Regions from separate parts of the Mus musculus genome. Here all the other regions are linked to region 4. Evidence: chromatin contacts called from public HiCAR-type, HiChIP or PLAC-seq and promoter capture Hi-C data. All regions are on one chromosome and are shown on one strand. The core of a region is the stretch at or near the end of the contact, and the rest is flanking DNA. Distances in the headings are between cores, read along the strand shown. Region 1 holds the start of Rpl14 (ribosomal protein L14). Region 2 holds the start of Lars2 (leucyl-tRNA synthetase, mitochondrial). Region 3 holds the start of Ctnnb1 (catenin (cadherin associated protein), beta 1). Region 4 holds the start of Snrk (SNF related kinase). Region 5 holds the start of Sacm1l (SAC1 suppressor of actin mutations 1-like (yeast)). Region 6 holds the start of Fyco1 (FYVE and coiled-coil domain containing 1).

Evidence for each region. Promoter capture Hi-C pulls out the DNA fragments that hold promoters and counts their contacts. HiCAR-type assays count read pairs that join an accessible place to other places. HiChIP or PLAC-seq counts read pairs in DNA pulled down with a chosen protein or histone mark.
Region 1: a contact with region 4 is called in a promoter capture Hi-C map of pre-B cells, with 2.5 times the contacts expected there. The contact joins the promoter of Rpl14 here to the promoter of Snrk in region 4. A contact is called at or near these places in 2 of 39 promoter capture datasets (liver and pre-B cells) and 1 of 115 datasets of contacts at active chromatin or transcription factors (pancreatic cancer cells).
Region 2: a contact with region 4 is called in a promoter capture Hi-C map of hippocampal neurons, with 5 times the contacts expected there. The contact joins the promoter of Lars2 here to the promoter of Snrk in region 4.
Region 3: an H3K4me3 HiChIP or PLAC-seq map of pro-B cells shows a contact between it and region 4, with 6 times the contacts expected there. The contact joins the promoter of Ctnnb1 here to the promoter of Snrk in region 4. A contact is called at or near these places in 1 of 39 promoter capture datasets (pre-B cells), 1 of 484 Hi-C or Micro-C datasets (erythroblasts), 1 of 115 datasets of contacts at active chromatin or transcription factors (pro-B cells) and 1 of 9 other capture datasets (adipose tissue).
Region 5: a HiCAR-type map of astrocytes shows a contact between it and region 4, with 5 times the contacts expected there. The contact joins the promoter of Sacm1l here to the promoter of Snrk in region 4. A contact is called at or near these places in 1 of 39 promoter capture datasets (pre-B cells), 2 of 484 Hi-C or Micro-C datasets (CD4 T cells and erythroblasts) and 1 of 115 datasets of contacts at active chromatin or transcription factors (astrocytes).
Region 6: a promoter capture Hi-C map of pre-B cells shows a contact between it and region 4, with 4 times the contacts expected there. The contact joins the promoter of Fyco1 here to the promoter of Snrk in region 4. A contact is called at or near these places in 2 of 39 promoter capture datasets (embryonic stem cells and pre-B cells).

Annotation. Positions count from the first base shown.
Region 1 is chr9:120,570,226-120,573,001 of GRCm38.p6, forward strand. It overlaps Rpl14 (ribosomal protein L14), which reads left to right and starts at 1,292. Exons shown (of 6, transcript NM_025974.2): 1 at 1,292-1,316; 2 at 1,871-1,972; 3 at 2,543-2,637. The coding sequence starts at 1,314.
Region 2 is chr9:123,365,470-123,368,259 of GRCm38.p6, forward strand. It overlaps Lars2 (leucyl-tRNA synthetase, mitochondrial), which reads left to right and starts at 1,458. Exons shown (of 21, transcript NM_153168.3): 1 at 1,458-1,638.
Region 3 is chr9:120,932,126-120,934,825 of GRCm38.p6, forward strand. It overlaps Ctnnb1 (catenin (cadherin associated protein), beta 1), which reads left to right and starts at 1,275. Exons shown (of 15, transcript NM_007614.3): 1 at 1,275-1,513.
Region 4 is chr9:122,115,976-122,118,846 of GRCm38.p6, forward strand. Snrk (SNF related kinase) reads left to right here and starts at 1,291. Exons shown (of 8, transcript NM_001357775.1): 1 at 1,291-1,432.
Region 5 is chr9:123,528,229-123,531,025 of GRCm38.p6, forward strand. Sacm1l (SAC1 suppressor of actin mutations 1-like (yeast)) reads left to right here and starts at 1,525. Exons shown (of 20, transcript NM_030692.5): 1 at 1,525-1,693. The coding sequence starts at 1,662. It overlaps n-TRacg2 (a tRNA gene), which reads right to left and starts at 1,269; the gene lies at 1,197-1,269.
Region 6 is chr9:123,850,616-123,853,436 of GRCm38.p6, forward strand. It overlaps Fyco1 (FYVE and coiled-coil domain containing 1), which reads right to left and starts at 1,284. Exons shown (of 18, transcript NM_001110253.2): 1 at 1,166-1,284. Xcr1 (chemokine (C motif) receptor 1) reads right to left here. Exons shown (of 2, transcript NM_011798.4): 2 at 1,700-2,821. It overlaps Gm51700 (a long non-coding RNA gene), which reads left to right. Exons shown (of 2, transcript XR_003948283.1): 1 at 1-386; 2 at 616-1,348.

The DNA of each region.
Region 1 (2,776 bases), core at 42-2,541, 1.5 Mb before region 4:
AACACCCATACACATAAAATAAAATAAAATAAAATAAAATAAAATAAAATAAAATGTCTGAAATGGGGTTCGTTCAGAGCCACAGAGATGACTAGCAGTTGAATGCTTTCTTGAGTTCTGTTTCCAGCTCATTCATAGCTCTAGCTTTAATGGCCTCCAAGGGGACTATTCCTCCACACACATAAAAGAGTATGTAAAGTGCTTAATGTTGTAAAGGCCTGAATTTGGATCCCCATCACACACATGAAGAGTTAGGAAGAGTTAGGATCGATGGCCTGCAGTGGTCATCCTGGGGAGGTAGAGACAAGTGTGCCCCTGGGGCTCAGTGACCAGCATGCCTATCTGAACTGGCAAACTCTGGGTTCAGTGAGAGGCTGTCTCATAAAGACCGGAAGAAGAGTGACTGAGGAAGGCACCCAGTGTGCTCCTTTGCTCTTGTTTACTTGACACAGCTAGGGTCCTCTGGGAGGAGGGAGCCCCACTTGGAGGAATGCCTCCATAAGAGGCATATCTGTGAAATATATTCCCTTTCCCCCGCCCGCCTCCCCCCACCCCCCGGCCTATTTATTATATGTAAGTACACTGTAGCTGTCTTCAGACACCCCAGAAGAGGGCGTCAGATCTCACTACAGATGGTTGTGAGCCACCATATGATTGTTGGGATTTGAACTCAGGACCTCTGGAAGCGCAGTCAGTGCTCTTAACAGCTGAGTCATCTCTCCAGCCCTGTGTCTTTGGACTTTTAAGACAATGTCTCAGTATGTCTCCTTGGTAGGGGAAGCGGCCTTAAATCCAGATTTGCTTCCGCCTCTGCCTCCCGAGGGCTGGGATTAAGGGCGAGCGCCAGCACCCTCGGCTGTGTCTTAATTATATCCTGTGTATACAGAAGAAAAGGGAAGTGGGCTGGGGACAGACAGTTCATCCTATGAGTCCTTCCTATCCCTAAAGTTCTCAGGAGTGACCGCCCTGTCATGCCAACATTTGGGAGACTGAGGCAGGAGCATTGCTGCGAGCGAGCCTGCTTGGATTATACAGTGTGGAAGGCCTACACTAAAAGGCCTTGTCCCCAAAATCCCAAACCCAAACAAAATAGAAAGGAGAAATTACAACGCCAAGCTCACTGCACGTGTCTGAGGAGAAGCAGTCCATAGAGAGCCGGAACCGCCATGTCATAACCCAGTGAGCATGCGTAAAAGCACGCACGTTTCCCCGTCGACCAATCGGTGGGCACGCTGGACGTCGGGGGCGGGGCTTCTGCCGACACATGCGCACGGCAGGGCGGGCCCTCTCTCTTCTCGCTGAGCGCCGCCAACATGGTGAGTGTGTGTGCCGAGAGCTCCGAGTGCGGCCGTCGCGACGCCCGTCTTCTGCCCCGGGCGGGGGAGCCCCGGCGTGGAGTGGCTCTGCGCGACCCGGCCAGCGCGTGGGGAGGCAGCGGGGCGTGGAACCCAGCCCGCAGGGAGCGCGGCTCGCGTGGACCGCACTACCGGGGCCACGCGTGCGCAGTGGCGGGAGTGGCTGGGCCTGAGGTCCGGGGATGGCGGCGCTGCTGCGGCCTCGGACCTGCCCGGCGGCCTGGCTCCTCATGAGCTCCCTTCAGTTCTTTTTCTCCGGAAAAAGCGAACCGGGGAGTGGTTCAGTGGATTGAACGATGAATTAATTGTATGAGAACTAAAGGAGTATCAAACATGGGTAAGAGCGGATCCAGGGAGCTCGTGTGCTGGGAAAGTGGCCACGGGATACTTGAAGTTAAAAAATGCTGGCTACTAAGTTCAAACTCGTCTCCCAGGGCGGCCCCGAGCCCTGTGTTGCCGGTAAGCAGCGGACTTGGAATATTTAAAGCCAACCCTTGTTTCTTTTCCTGTTTTAGGTGTTCAGGCGTTACGTGGAGGTTGGCCGGGTGGCCTACATTTCCTTCGGGCCCCATGCTGGAAAGCTGGTCGCAATTGTAGATGTCATTGATCAGAACAGGGTACGTGTGGGACGGAGTATTTTACAATCTTTATTTAACGTGGCCGTAAGATCGACAGCACCGTAGATGTTACTCAGGGTAGCTAGAGTGGTCCTTGGGTGGAGTTCTTTAGATTACAGGTTTACCATTGAGGAAACACTGGCCACGGAGTTTGAAGCACTGGGTAGAGTTAGCTCATCTTACAGCACTAATTCACCGGGTAAACGAGGCAGGCAAATGCAGGTGAGTTTAAATGAGGTAACTGAGAAGACTTCAGTGAGCTGGAGGTGCGGCTCTGTTGGTAGAGTGCTTGCTAGAGTCCCTGGATTCTAAAGATAGATGTGGCTCCTGCTACCTCAGGCTCTGGGAGGATAAGGTAGGAGAAGCAGGAGTTTGCCACTAGCCTGGGCTGCTTGACCTTGTCTGAAAATACCACAGTGGAGGCTTTTAGGATACTGGGTTCACAAACGTGCATTTTCTTCATTTGAATGGTAATGTACATTTCGTCCAGAAAGGGCTAGAAATTACGTAGAGGTTACAGCCATCTTGAACTTTAGATGCCTGTCTGAGGTCCTTGATTTTGTATCCTAGGCTTTAGTGGATGGACCCTGTACTCGGGTGAGGAGGCAGGCCATGCCCTTCAAATGCATGCAGCTCACTGACTTCATCCTCAAGTTCCCACACAGGTAACACCTTGTTCTAAGTTGCTTTTCAGTTTGGTGCCACAGTCTATATATACACGGATAATACAGATGGTTTGGAGCCAACCAAGGAAAGGGGCCTATATCTAACAAACAGACTTACTGACTTAAAATTGCCCAGGTC
Region 2 (2,790 bases), core at 208-2,707, 1.2 Mb after region 4:
GCATTTTCACAATGGAGTATTTGCTGTAAAAAAAAAAAAAAAAAAAAAAAAAGTGACATCATGAAATTTGCAAGCAAATGGATGGATCTAGAAAAAAAAAAAAAAACCCCAAGTGATGTAACCCAGAATCTGAAAGATAAATATGGTATGTATTTACTTATAAGGGGATTTTAGGATTTTAGCCATTAAGTAAATGATAATCAAGCTACAATCTAGAAACAGAGAGGTTATGTAAAGAGGAGGGGTCTTGGGAGACATAGGAACCGACCTGGGAAGGTAGATTAGATTTTATGGGAGGATTGGGGGGGTGGGTGAGGATGGGAGGGGGTTGTGTGGGGGGAAAGAGTATGGGGAGAGTCAGCTGAAATTGAAGGAGGGCACTTCTGGGGGTGGGGGATGGGAAGCCAGTGCAGTGGAAACCTAGTGTGAACTGTATCAGGGCAATGGTGGCACAGAATTGGTTTCCAGGTGAGGTTTGATGCTGGTCTAGAACAACCTGGTGTTTTGAGCTTTAAATGATCAGGAGACTGTTTTTGTTGTCGTCGTTGAAGTCTTGGAAATGGACAAAAGCTTCCTATGTTTCCTGGGTGGCACACAGAATGAAGTTTTATTCTGTAGGAGTGTACACCCCTGCTGGTCTCCTTATGGACTGCATTGACCCATGTAAGGACAGAAACTAAGATGGAGATTATACATACAGTGACGGGATGGATTGTCTGTGAAGCTACAATTGATTTTAGCCCTGTAGGAAGAGATGGCACTCAGACATTGTTTCCCCCCTCCCCCCCCACCCCCCCGCTATTACTGGATAGCAACCATTTTGCACTATTTGCAAATCTCAGTACACTTCTCACATGTGGCCTTAAAAAGATTCTTCCTTTAAAAGATAGAGTGTAATTACACCATTGTTCCTTTGCAATTCCTTGATTTATTACAAGGCAAGAAGCTCTTGCTCCATGCAGTGCGTGCTGGGCGATGGGGCACATTAACCCCATAAGGAAGGAGGTCAGACAGCTTGTTTTCCTGTCAGTACATTTTGTTCCCCGCTCTACTCCGGGCTAGGTAATTCTCCTCCTGGGGCTAGAAGATCACCTGATATGATGGATGAAAAGTGCTTCAATCCTCACCAGGCCCATAATGGATCAAAAAGTCAGACAAGCCAGCCCAGTAGCAGCTTCTGTGACGCTGAGATTCAAACCCTGGCCTTGAACCACCCCAGAGCTCTTTTAACCACCTGTCACTTCATCCTTTAGCATCTCCCTCGTTTCTGTTCTAATTGTAAGACCGGGACAATCCGGTAAGCAGAATTTGTACCGATAGCAGGCGTAGAGGGCGAGGCCTGGGCGGGGTCAGCCCTGGGCGAGCAGCTTGGGGGCGGAGTCAGCGCTGTCTCTCCCGCATCTCGCCTTTCCCTCTTGGCTCCGCCTCTCCTGTCTGTGTCCGCGGCCTCCCCTTTCGATAAAGTTGTTGTTTTGCCAACATGGCGGCGCCCAGAGTGACTGGCTGGGTCTTGCTCGTGTAATGCTTGGGGAACGAGGCAGAAGGTAGCAGCTGGCCAGACAGAGCCTGAGCGCAGAAAGCCCCGCCTGGGGCTCAGGAAGACGAGAGACAAGCCCCGCTTAGCCCCCGGAGCTGAAGGTGCGGACAGGCTCGGGAGTCCCGGGACCTTGGAGTTTGACAAAATGGGAAAAGCTCCGAGATTCTAGTCTATAGGCTCTTTCAGCCATGGACCCTGTTGACAGCTCCGGACTCTTGCTCGGAGAACGCACATCTTCACATGGCTTTGTATTCGAATTCTCCTCTACTACTCACCTCCCCCCGGGTGCCTGGATCTTCTCTTCGGGGTTGGGGGTTTGGACCCAGAAAAGGACCATCAGTACTACATCTTTGGGGGACCCACAGTATTAATTAGGACCCGCAGGTCTTCACAAGTCGCCTGGATCTTAACAGGCTCACAGCTTACAGAGAAGGTGGAGTTCCAGATACGAAATAACTTGCCTGAGATCCTGCAGGAAATTAGAAGTAGCGTGTGTGTGTGTGTGTGTGTTTAACATTAGTATTTTACAAGACATGTCTGCTGACATTTGTGTTTTTAGAAGACATGTTTGTTGGGGTGAGGTGTGTGTTAACTTACTCGTTTTGTTTGTATCCACACCAACCTCTGCTAAAATGGCTGCTTTTGATGCCAGGAAGAGGCAATGCCTATTAAGACTTCAGTAGACAGGTACTTGAAATGGCCCAGAGCTGTGCCTAGTAAGTAAAAAAAGAACAGAAGATGGTTGAAATCTAAAAGTTCTGTAAATTCATAGGCATGAGCACAGACAATTTGTTCTTAGTCTCTTCCCCTAGTGGAGAGTCTGAGGGTGATCTTGGACCTATGCCTAAGGGTTTGGGGTTTATTTTTATTTTTTATTTTGCATTGCTCAGGATGGAACCAATGGCCTCAAACAGTGTCAGGGAATTACTCTACCACTAAGCTATATCTCCAGCCCCCACATTTACAGTATTTACTTGTTTTATTTTGTTTTTGGTGCTGGGTATTGAACTGATGTGCTGAGCATCTGTTTTATATATCTAGTCTTTGGATTTTCTTAACAAATCTGCTTTTGTTTTAAGACTTGTTTTTAATTGTGTGTGTGTGTGAGTGTGGGTGCCCATATAGGCCAGAGGCATCAGATCTTCCTGAAGCTGGAATCATAGGCATTGTGAGTCACCCACTGTGAGTGCTGGGGACCAAACGGGGATCCTGTACAAGAGCGGTGTGCTCTCTTAACTGCTGTGCCATCTTTC
Region 3 (2,700 bases), core at 25-2,524, 1.2 Mb before region 4:
AAAAAAAAAGAAAAAGAAAAGAAAAGAAAGGAAACCCCGGACAGAGGTGAAGTCAGCTATCTAATTTTAAACGAATCGACCAAATATTCTTTAACTCTGCATGTGACAATTAAAATTAGGGGTTGGTAGCTGCAACCACCACTGGTAGGGCTTTGGTAAAATACCTTTTCCTGCTCTATCTCTCTGAGTTATGGCAGGCCAAGTCAGCCCCAGCCAGCAGCAGAGTTTACTCTCCGGAAATCCGAGCAGAGCTGCAGAGGGGAAAGGTCTAGACAAAGGCCCTCACTGAGCAGCTCCAGCATGGTGGACTGTGGTGGTTCACAGAGTTACGGTGATATGTCTTTAAGATAGAAAATTGAGTCATTTAAAAACTAAGCTGGCCCTACAGCACCGGCCCTGCCTCAGTGATGCATGGGCTTCCTGCCAGTACCTGTACATAAGGACCTATTGTTTACTTGCGTTAATTACAGCGCTGGGATGAAAGAAGGCAGTGGGGCAACTTTCCCTGTTGCCATTGTTTGGGAAGAGACGTGAGCTCAGAATAATAGGCTGGAGACAGCCAATTCACCCCAACTGCTCCAGTTTTGACAAGTGCCAATCGTGAAGGACAACAATGGGGCCATTTCCAAGAGAAGATCCAACTTCACCCTATTGTCATGATTTGGGGGGGGGGGAGCTCTCGAAGGATACAAAATTAGTTTTGAAAATTTAAGAGGTTACCCACAGGTCCTCTCAGCAACACACTCGAGTTTCTCAAACAATACAGAAAAATCGCTGTCCTTGGTCCCCACGCCTGGTTCTACTGACCCAGTGAGTCTGGGTAAGATGGGGTTTCTAGGAATCACGCTGGTGAACGCAGTGGTGGAGCTGAATCACTTGTTAATAGATGTTCGCAGACACTCTTGGGGACTCCAAGGCCTCCTGGGGTGGGGAGGAAAGGTGGCTGGGCCCCAGGTTCCCTGTCCGGATTCCAGAGGCACAGCGGGAAGGGAAGCGGGACACTCCTGGGAGCGGTAAAGTGTGGTGGGGTCCAATGGTGGTTCAGGGGTGTGGCGGCCGGTGCACCGGTGATGGCAGCCTCGAACCTGCGCCGTCCGAGGCCGCACTCCACCCGGCCCGCGGCGGCGGCCCGCTCTCGATTCCTTTAGTTTCCAATGGAGCGGCGTCTGGACGCCCCGCCCCGGCTCGGCCCCTCCCGGCGGCGCACGCGCAGAGCGACTCGGACTGGCGGGGACTACTTTCCCCGGCCCGCCCGCGCCCCGCCCCTCGTCCTCGCGCGGCGGAACGCTCCGCGCGGAGCGGCAGCGGCAGGATACACGGTGCCGCGCCGCTTATAAATCGCTCCTTGTGCGGCGCCATCTTAAGCCCTCGCTCGGTGGCGGCCGCGTCAGCTCGTGTCCTGTGAAGCCCGCGGCCCGGGGAGGCGGAGACGGAGCACGGTGGGCGCCGAGCCGTCAGTGCAGGAGGCCGAGGCCGAGCGGGCGGCCGCGAGTGAGCAGCGCGCGGGCCTGAGGTGCGGCGCCGCGGCGGGCCGGCTCGCGCCGCGCCAGCGGGAAACTTCGCGGGCCGGGTGGCGGCGGGAGGCCGCGGGGACGCGCGGGCTGGGGCCGGGGCCGGGCGGGCGCGCGCCGGGAGCCCGGATGGACGGCTGGCCGCCGTGGGGGGTGGGGACCGCGGTTCGCGTCCGGGCTGGGGCCGCCGCGGGGGCGGGGTGGGCGGGGGCCTCGCCTCCGTGGCCCGCGGAGCCGGGGGGACGCGAGACCTGGCGCTCGTCCCCTCTGTCCCTCGTGGAGCACGCACAGACAAATTTTTTTTTCTCCCTGCAACGACCTGACTGTGAGTTTGAATCCAAACAACTTTAAGCCGTGGAGTCGCCAAACTTGGATGCAGCGGGCGGGATGCGTCAGGAGCGTGTTCTCGGAGGGTGGCTTCTTGGACTCGCGTGGGGTTGGTGGCTGCGGGGCCGAGGTCCTGGCGGGAATTTGGGACCGTGGACGAGTCACCGGCCACTCCTGGTGTTGGAGGCGGGGGGGGGGGGAGGTGCGCGGGATCCGAAACCTGGGCTTGGGGGAGGGGGACTTGCCCTTAGCCAGTAAGTGTGGGGTCCGCTCCAAGTGTTTCTCCCCAGCGCGTTTGCTTTCTGAGCGAGACGGAGTGGCCGGAGCGCGGACCGCCAGGGCGTGGGAGCCTGGCGACTTGTTCTGAGTGTTGTTTGGGGGACCAGACTTGGAACCGACGCTCCCAAGTTCGGTACCCCAGGCCCGCTCCGGTGAGCCCGCTGGCTGCGGGGCAGCTTTGTCTCGGGCTCGGGTCTCCAGACATCTGTGGGCTCCCCTCCCCCGCGCCCCCCGCAGCCCCCCTCCCGGGGCCTGAGCTCTGAATGGAGAGCGGCTGGGCTGCTGGTATGCGGAGGTCGGCGAGAGGAAATCGAGGAGTGGTTTTAGTGAAACGAGAGCTTTGTGCCATGAATAATGGTGGCTTAGACCAGACAGCAAGCTGAGGAGACGGCAGCTTTGCCTTTGATAAAGTCTGCCTCATGTTTTTCACATGGCCAAGTTGTGAAGCGTTTTGTCTGGGATTTAGGAAGCCATTTCGCTATTTACTTGAGGTTTGCAGATGTCTCAGTGCAGTCTCTCCTCGTCCCGGGAAAGAGCTTGCTTTCTTGGTTCTAATTTAATGTTGCTTAAGCTTGTGGCCTTT
Region 4 (2,871 bases), core at 41-2,540:
CATGAAGAAAGAAAAAGAAAACATTTCCACGTCAAATGACACTGTCCTTTCATGATCCTAAGTCAGGTGGGGCCTGCGTGAGCAGAGGCCAATGCTGGGGTTTTCCTATGTGCACTTTGCCACCCAGGGCTAAAGCATTAGGATAATTGAAGGTCTAAGCACACATTTCAGCAGAAGATCGAGACCACCTTCCCAGTCATTCTGCTTCCCAGCCATCTTCAGGCATGCGAAGTGGATGTTGTAGTATAAATAAATAAATAAATAAATAAACAAATAAATAAATGAAGGGAGGAAGGAAGAAGACTTGCCATTTTCTGACCAACAGAGATGGCAAAAGCCATTTAGATTTTTTTGTCCAGTCAGTTGAGTCAGGCTTGGACATGTAAGAAGCTCATTCTGCTTGTGTGTGTGTGTTTTTTCTTCTTCTGTGGATGCAGGAACACAGAAGGAAAAGTAGGGGAGAGAAACCTGGCACCTGGCTTCTTTTCAGGAGCCCCAGAGGACTAGTCTCCATGGCTCATTATCCTTCCAGGAGATAGAGCTGGGAGTTCCCTCCCTCTTGTCCTGCCACCACTAACATCCCTTTCTGAGTCATCTTGGAACAGAACCATGAACAGCCAAGTTAGTGCCTGCTGTGTACTTCTCCACGTTGTTTCTCAGAGGCTGCCTGGCCTGGCCAGTGACTTTTGACTCTAGAGGCAAGCCTGCATTCAGGTGTTGGGCTTTGCTTCTTTCTGCTTTAGTGGTAACAAAAGCAACAGAATTCTTCAAATGTATTCCCAGAGAGAAGAAAAAGTAAAGAAATGTGTATGTATATATATATATATGTGCATATGTGTATGCATGCTTGTGTATATATGATACACACACACACACACACACACACACACACACATATATATATATATATATATATATATATATATATATGCACGTGCATATGTATATTAATTTTGTTGTCTCTCATTGCTTCAAGCTAGATGGGAGATAGGGTGAACATTGATGGATAAAGCGCATGTGCTCCTTGCCCTCAGCCCCAAGATCTCTTCCAATATCCCCTGAAAGCTATAGCTCTAGCTGCTATGCCTGCTGCCGCTGTCCATCGTCCTGGCGCTTCCTTCTGCATAATCTCTATTCTTTCCAGAGTAGGATGTGCTCAGGCCAGGGCCAGGACGCCCTCCAGTAGACCCTGAGCTGGCCTGCAGGTGCGCCGGGTTAACCCCGCCCCGCCCGACCCAAGGCCCCGCCCTCACACAAGACCCCACCCCATCGCTTTCGTCACGATGACGCAAGGCCCGCGCCTGCGCAGCGCGGCCGCACCCCCGGCCGCCCGCTCGGTATTATGATTAGCCCTGGGTGCGGGGTTCCGGCGGCCGGGAGGGAGTTGTCGACGCCGCGGCCGCTGCGGACGGATGCCCGCCTGCCGGCTGAGGTAGGGCGAGCGCGGCGCGGGAGCGTGGGCCGGGTCTGCGCTTCTCCTCAGCGGCCGCCTTAGCGGGGCTGGGCTGGCGCCGCCGCAGGCGGAAAGTAAGTTGCGCGCTCGGCCCGGGGTGCCCTGCGCAGAGGACGCGGCCCGCGGCACCACCCCGGCCCCGAGCTCGCCCGGCCTGCGGGCTTCGCGCAGCCCGGCCCGGCCCTGCCCTTGCGGCCGCCGCGGGATTGCGGCAGCGCGGGAGTCGACGCGGCCCCGCGCCGCGCCCGCAGCGGGCCCCGGGCGACGCGAGATCCACGGGCCTCAGTTTCCCCGTGGGCCGCGAGTCCCGCTGCAGAGCCGGGCGGCCGCCGCCTCACGATAGCTCGGGGACGCGGTTGTCTACGGAGAAGGGCGCTCGGCTGCGGAAGGGGCAGCGGTGCGGCTCCCCGGGGACTGCTCGGATTTTTTCGCGTTAGGAGACGCTGTTCTTTTCCGTAGACATCGCCTGTTGATTTCTTTCCGAACCATTTGCAATAAAAACAAACACCTTGTTGCCTTTTGCTTGGACTCGGGAGCCAGGAGAGTGGCAGCCCTTTAAGCTTAGGCTTCCTCCAGCTGTGATGTTCTTAAACAGTGGGGTCAGCTACAACCTAGGAGCTTCGCTGTGAGTTCGGGTCGTGTATGCATTGGGGAATTTCTCTCCGGGGTTCCTAAGACTGTAGAAGTCAGAGGCTGTAGGGCCTCTGGGCTGTCAGGTTTCTTACTTTCCCTTCCGTTTAAATGAGCGTATTCTCCAAGTCTTAGGAGCCTTGGTGAAACCACCTGGATGCTTGAAGTGTTTTGTCAGGTTTAAGGTGAAGTAAGCGATGGACCTACAGGTGTACAGCTCTTTCTGCTGAGTTTCCAACAGATTCCTGTCCAGGGTCAAAAGGCTCAGTTTGGATTCTTTGTAGGGATTGGGACACTGTCCCAAATTGATCCCTAACTTATCACAGTTCGTATCGGTGCAGTCTGAAGCCCAGGTTGTCAAGGATTATGTAATCAACTTGTTAATTTCTAATCTTGTTACAGTGTTTTCCAGATTTATAAAACCATTCCCTTCAGAGAAATCTGTCTTCAGCGTCTGGTTAAATATTTCTCTTGGAATTGGGTTCTTGAAGACAATTCTGTATGTGTGTTAATTAAACATACTAATTAGACAAGTTTCTTTCAGAGAACATCAAATACATAGCAATTTTTCTGGCTGTCAGTGTAAAATTGACCCATTTTACAGACCTAGGGATGAAAGAAATTATATGACATTCCCAAGGTCACATAATGAAGCTGGGTTAAAAAAAAATCGAGGGCATAGCACTGACTTAATATTCCTGTCCTCAAAGCTTTCTGATCAGAAACTCTTAAGTGCCACTTTTTGACTTTTAAATTTTTGCACAGCTAGTTATTTTACTTTATGCAGA
Region 5 (2,797 bases), core at 275-2,774, 1.4 Mb after region 4:
CCCACTGTCTTATATAAGACAGCCTCAGTCAGTCTCTCTTTCTCTTCCCCTCCCCCCTCTGCACGTACACACATCACACACACCCTTCAAAACAAAACACACAACAAAACAAAAAAAAAAAACCCTCATTTTTTTTAAGTGCTAAAACTGACAACAATGCATATTAATGATCTCAAATCTCAGACAAAAAATTAAAGAGCAAACAAAAAATACTGTTAGCTGGGCAGTAGTGGTGCGTGCTTTTACACCAGTATTCAGGAGGCAGAGGCAGGGATCTCTGAGTTGGAGGCCAGCCTGGTTACAGAGCAAGTTCCAGGACAGTCAAAACTACACAGGGAAACCCGGTCTCGAGAAACAACCCACTATAACTTCATTAAAAGCAAACTAAATCCTCAGAAGTGTAGAAGCCTGGTATGGTATCTTGTACCTTAAATTCCAGTACTCTGGAAAGCAAAGGCAGCCATTTGGCCTGGTCTATATCCAGCAGTATGGACTGCAGGAGTGAGCCACACCCCTTGGTCCTTGGTCTAATTCTGCCCCAATAATTTCCTTTATCTGATACAGTTTTAATAAACTCCTGGGGAGTGGGGTATGTTTTCTAGGACAACTTAATCATGGAGTGACTGGTTAATGAATAGGCTGAGCCCTGCTCCCGATCCACCTTCGTCACATCTGTTTCTGGCTATCTCAGGTCTTACGTAAAATGTTCATGTACTCGTTTTTCTGGGCCTCTTACTGCGAAATCCCCGAATTTTTAAGGTTTCCTTGTGCAGTGGAGGCTAGGTCGGCTTTGCAAGCGGAGCTAGCCAAGGCCGCTGTACCAATCATGAAGAGCAGAAGCTACGCCCTTCTCATGTCAGTGCCGTCTGTGTTCTACCAGCTAGGAGCTTTCGGTGAGATTTTTCCGTCATCGGGTGGGAAGACATTGGCCACGCATGTCCCTGTCCCTGATTGCAAACCTCCACTCTCAAGAGTGTTTTCGTAAGAGTACATTTCCAGACTCCTGCGCAATTTTAAGAACAGGGGAGCTAGGAAACTTGCAAACCGTTTTAGGTAACTCCGGGTTTCAAATACAGCCAAGAAGGTATTATTTTTTCGCAAAGCAACATTAAAACGTAAGACATTTGACCTTGACAATCTAGCTATGATCCTTTTCAAGCAGGCCTTCCAAGGTTCAGGAAAAAGATCGCACACGTCGAGCCAGCCAGGAGTCGAACCTAGAATCTTCTGATCCGTAGTCAGACGCGTTATCCATTGCGCCACTGGCCCGGTGCTGAGGAGGCCTCCTCCACGATAAGTGATCTCCAATTACACAGCTTCACTATGCTTCCTGCTTCTAACCTCAGTCTGGTCGGTTTGTTGAATGTCGCGACTCAGTGCAAAGCTACCGGGACTCCGCCTTTCTCTGCAACGCGTTACACCAATCCCCAGAGGCGACGTCACGGCGTTCTTTGGTCCGCTCCAATCCGCGCATCGGAGGCGTGCCTCGCAGCTCACTGGTTTGTCCGCCGCCGGCTCCCGTGCTCGCCCGAGAGGCGGACCCGGGAGGGGGTGGGGCCAGGCCGAGGCTCCTTGACCACCGCGCCTGGGGAGCGGTCGCCGCGGAGCCGGGGTGGCAGCGGGCTACACTGCGGGTGGAGCGAAGAGGAGGAAGCTGCACGATGGCGGCCGCAGCCTACGAGCATCTGAAGCTGTGAGTCCCGCGGGCTGCGGCCGCTGACAGGAAGGGCGGAGGGGCGAGCGGGCGCCGAGGCCCGGGAGTGTGCGGCCCGCACCGGCCGAGCTCGCGGGCTGGGCTTTCCCCGTCCAGCCTGGCTGCAGCGTAGGCCAGTGTCCCGCAGCCTCGCCCGCCGCTGGACCTGGCGCGGTGAGCCGAGCCGCAGCCCGCAGCACCGGAGGCTGCAGCCAGCTTTCCCTGGGTGGCCTCCGGGAGAGGCCTTTTTCACCGGGCGTGCTCTGACGTCCGCCGGCAGAGCTAACCTTTCTCTTGGTTTCAGGCTTTCTGGGCCTGGGAGTCTCAATGACGGGTCCTTCTTAGGGCGCAGCAATAATTTAGTCAGATGTCCTAAGGGCCGGTCGAATTTACTGTGCTTATTCCAACAGACTGCGTCGACAGCTACAGTAGGCTCGCCTCTATTTTGGCGTAGCAATGTTGAGTTTTGGCAAAGCCAGGACTTGAGGTTTTGAGGCCCAGCCACTGGATGTTTAGAGGTGCAAAAAAAAAAAAAAATAGACATTTATAAGCTCTTTGGCTCGTCCTGGGTTAGAGGAGATGGGGGATAATTTCTCTTGTGTTACCCTCAGCACCTACACTCCTTGTTTGTGAATAACTTCGCCCTAACCGCTTTAATAATTTACCACGGTCTGGGAATGCCTTTAGTAGCAGAAGCAAATATAACTTTCGAAAAGCCAAGTTAAATTATCCTGTTAATTAGACATAGACATCCCAGTTCGTTTGCAGGAAACAAATGTAGTTTGGGTACGCCCAATGAATAACTGAAGGTGTAAAGTTATGAGTCCAGAATTTGGAGGGAGGCCATCTGCCCAACACTTTTCATGTTTTGCTGTGTTCACCCTTTATGCCTCTTCTGCTTGCTACATACAGTTCTCTTTGAAAAGCCCAGCGCCACCCTTCCTTCCACATTTCTTTTAATTAGTTTTCCTTTGTAAAGTGAATAATCACCTTATTGGTGACAGTTGAAGCAAAGTGTACTTACTGGTCTATGTCCGGCCCGAGTCACATGTCCTTTACTGGCAAATTAGGTTATTGTCCACCTGATAGTTGTTGAAGGGCTGA
Region 6 (2,821 bases), core at 34-2,533, 1.7 Mb after region 4:
CTGTATACGTTATCTATTTTCTTAATAAAATAAACAATTTTCAAGAAGTGATACACAAATATGAACATTAAACAAACAGATAAATTCTGTCTCCTAAAGCTATAGTTTTTTTTGTTTTTGTTTTTGTTTTTTTCAGATCCTTTTAGGTAAAGGAGGCTGACAGTCAGCCCTGGGCTGATTTCCAGGATAACAATCCTGGCCCATAATCAGTATTCTGCATTTCAACACAGCAGAACTGGTTGTCATAGACCGAGAGTGTCGGGGCAGCCAGGAGGTTGCAAAACTAAAAGTAGAAACCCACAGCTCCCTTCCCCCAACCCAGCAACAGCAGCAAGCAGATGGCAGAGGAATTAACCTGCTTCAGACCACCATTGCTGAGAGAGGCTGTAAGTAGATTAAGTCCTGAGCCTCTGCCCCATTTCTGTCTGGAAAGGAAACCACCTGTGTTAAGTCAAACAATCATAGGGACAGAAAGAAACAAGTGCTGTTTTTTCTGCAGGAGACAGCCCAGCCGTGGGAACTTTGCAGAGTGACACAGAGAATCATAGCATTAATAGGAAGCTACTTGACTTGGCTTAAGTGTCAACTACATGTTCTCTTCTTTTATGCAAATAGGATGTCGCTCCGCCCTGCCCCCCATCCGCAGCCCAAGCCTGGGTGCCAACAGGACAAGCTACCACACCAGATACATTCAGTCGTCCTACAGGTGTTTCCAGAAACTTGACCGCAGAGCCCCCTTGAACTATCTGAGCATAAGGGCAGCGGGTCAGGTCAGCGAAGATACAAAAGGAACAAACTGTGTCTCCTGGACCGAAGGGGCGTCAGGAGTCCTGCAGAGAGGAGGGTTTGGCTTTCTGGGGATCAAGTCCCAGTGCCCGCGAGAACTTCGGGGTTTGGCTGCTGTGCCAGGGGTTCGGGGAGAGCTGCCGAAGCTCCGCCTCACAGGGCGGCCCCCTTCTGCCGGCTCCGATCTTGGAACAGTGTTGAGGGTCTTTCTACGACCCCGCAGACAGCCTGCGTATTGGAGCTAACCTCTCTGGAGAGAGGGTTCTCCCGAGGCGCCCTGTGTGGGAGGGGACGACCCACGCCCCCACGAAGCTTCCGCGCCGACGTCCAGAAAGGCCCCAGTGTCCCCGATGCCTGTCCGGGCGCCTGCGGCACTTACACGCTCGTGGGTCCTCCGCTGGGCAGAAACGAAACTTTCTAGGGCCGAGCGGAAGAGTAGGCGAGCACAGAGCCGACTGCCATGAAGCGCCCAGTAGCCCCAGAGCGCGCGCGGACTACAACTCCCGGCATGCCTCACGGATGGCCTACAACTCCCGGCATGCTTCACGGATGGCCTACAACTCCCGGCATGCTTCACGGATGGCCTACAACTCCCGGCATGCTTCACGGATGGCCTACAACTCCCGGCATGCTTCACGGATGGCCTACAACTCCCATCGGGTGCAACTGGACGGTGGACGCTAACTACGACTCCCGGCATGTCTCACGGCAGACGTCACTTCCTGAAACTCGAACAAGCTTCGGATACCCGGAAGTCGTGTGTAGAATCCTGAACGAGTGCTGTTTACTGTTGTTAAGCTCATGCATTGTGACCGATTGGCTTTGAACTGTGCATGAGCTGTAAATATAAAATAATGTGCCCGATTCCGAAACCCCCCAAACAATCTGAGAATAATCTCATTAGTATTTTTGTACTATTACGTTTTATTTATGAAGCTAAAAAAAAATGAACTTAGTATGTACTGCTGGACCTAAGTTCTCAGTTTTTGTTTCCCCCTCATTAACAGACACTTAAAAAACAGTGTTTGAAAATATGTGCTAAAGAACTACCATGCTTAGCTTCCTCAGTCCCGTGTTTGCTTGTTGCTGAGTTGCAAAGCACCCTGAAGCCTGGTGCAATAGAACACTGCATTCCAAGTCCAGTATGGATGAACATGCTAAAGACAGGGGACAGTACATAGGAATGTCAGCCCATGATTAGGTTCGCTTCTTAGCTCTGGCTGGCTCCTCACACTGCCTTATTTTCATCATGTTAGCTAGAAATGCTTGTGTACCTTACAGGACTTAGCTAATAGTGGCATCTGCCAGACTTCAGCATTCCAGGTTCTCAGGATAAATTCATACAGGAAGGAAAAGAAATCTTTTAAGTTAATTTCATATTTTATACTGGAGGTATATGAGACAACATATTAACTTGATGGAGTTGTCAGTTTGTGGATGAGGATAAAAAAAACCTCACGAAGAGAAATGATTCCCCTTTCTGTTAACAAAGGAAAACAAAAAAAAGGGAAGAAGTGGGAGGAAATGACATCAGAAATAAAGATTTATCAATAGAGTGAACTAAGAAAAACTTGCTCTGACTACAGCCTGAACAGCTTTGGGATGTTAAGATTGAGAGTGTGAGGCATGTGGAAGACAACCTTGTGAAGGAATATGTGGGGTGGAGAGCACTGTGCCACAGAGTCCTGATCTGCTGTACATGGTGTCAGATCTAAGATGGCTCCCGGGACACCAGTGAGACAGCAAAAAGGAACTAAGGTCAAGACAGTGGCTGCTTCTGAGTCTTCACAAAAGTCCCTACAGGTGACAATGCTCGCCACACCCCTTCTCTCTGAGTTACCTCATCAGTCACAGCTTTTATTGGGATATGGTGAGATGTAGTAAGTTATGCTTGGCCAAGGATTTAGGGGCTTGGGATTGGCTCAAATACTGTATATAAGCTTATGTGCTTGGCAATAAATGCAGATCTGCACACTGATACTGATCTCTGGAGCTTTATTTACCAGGAGTTGTCACGTGACTCTGTCGCCTCTAA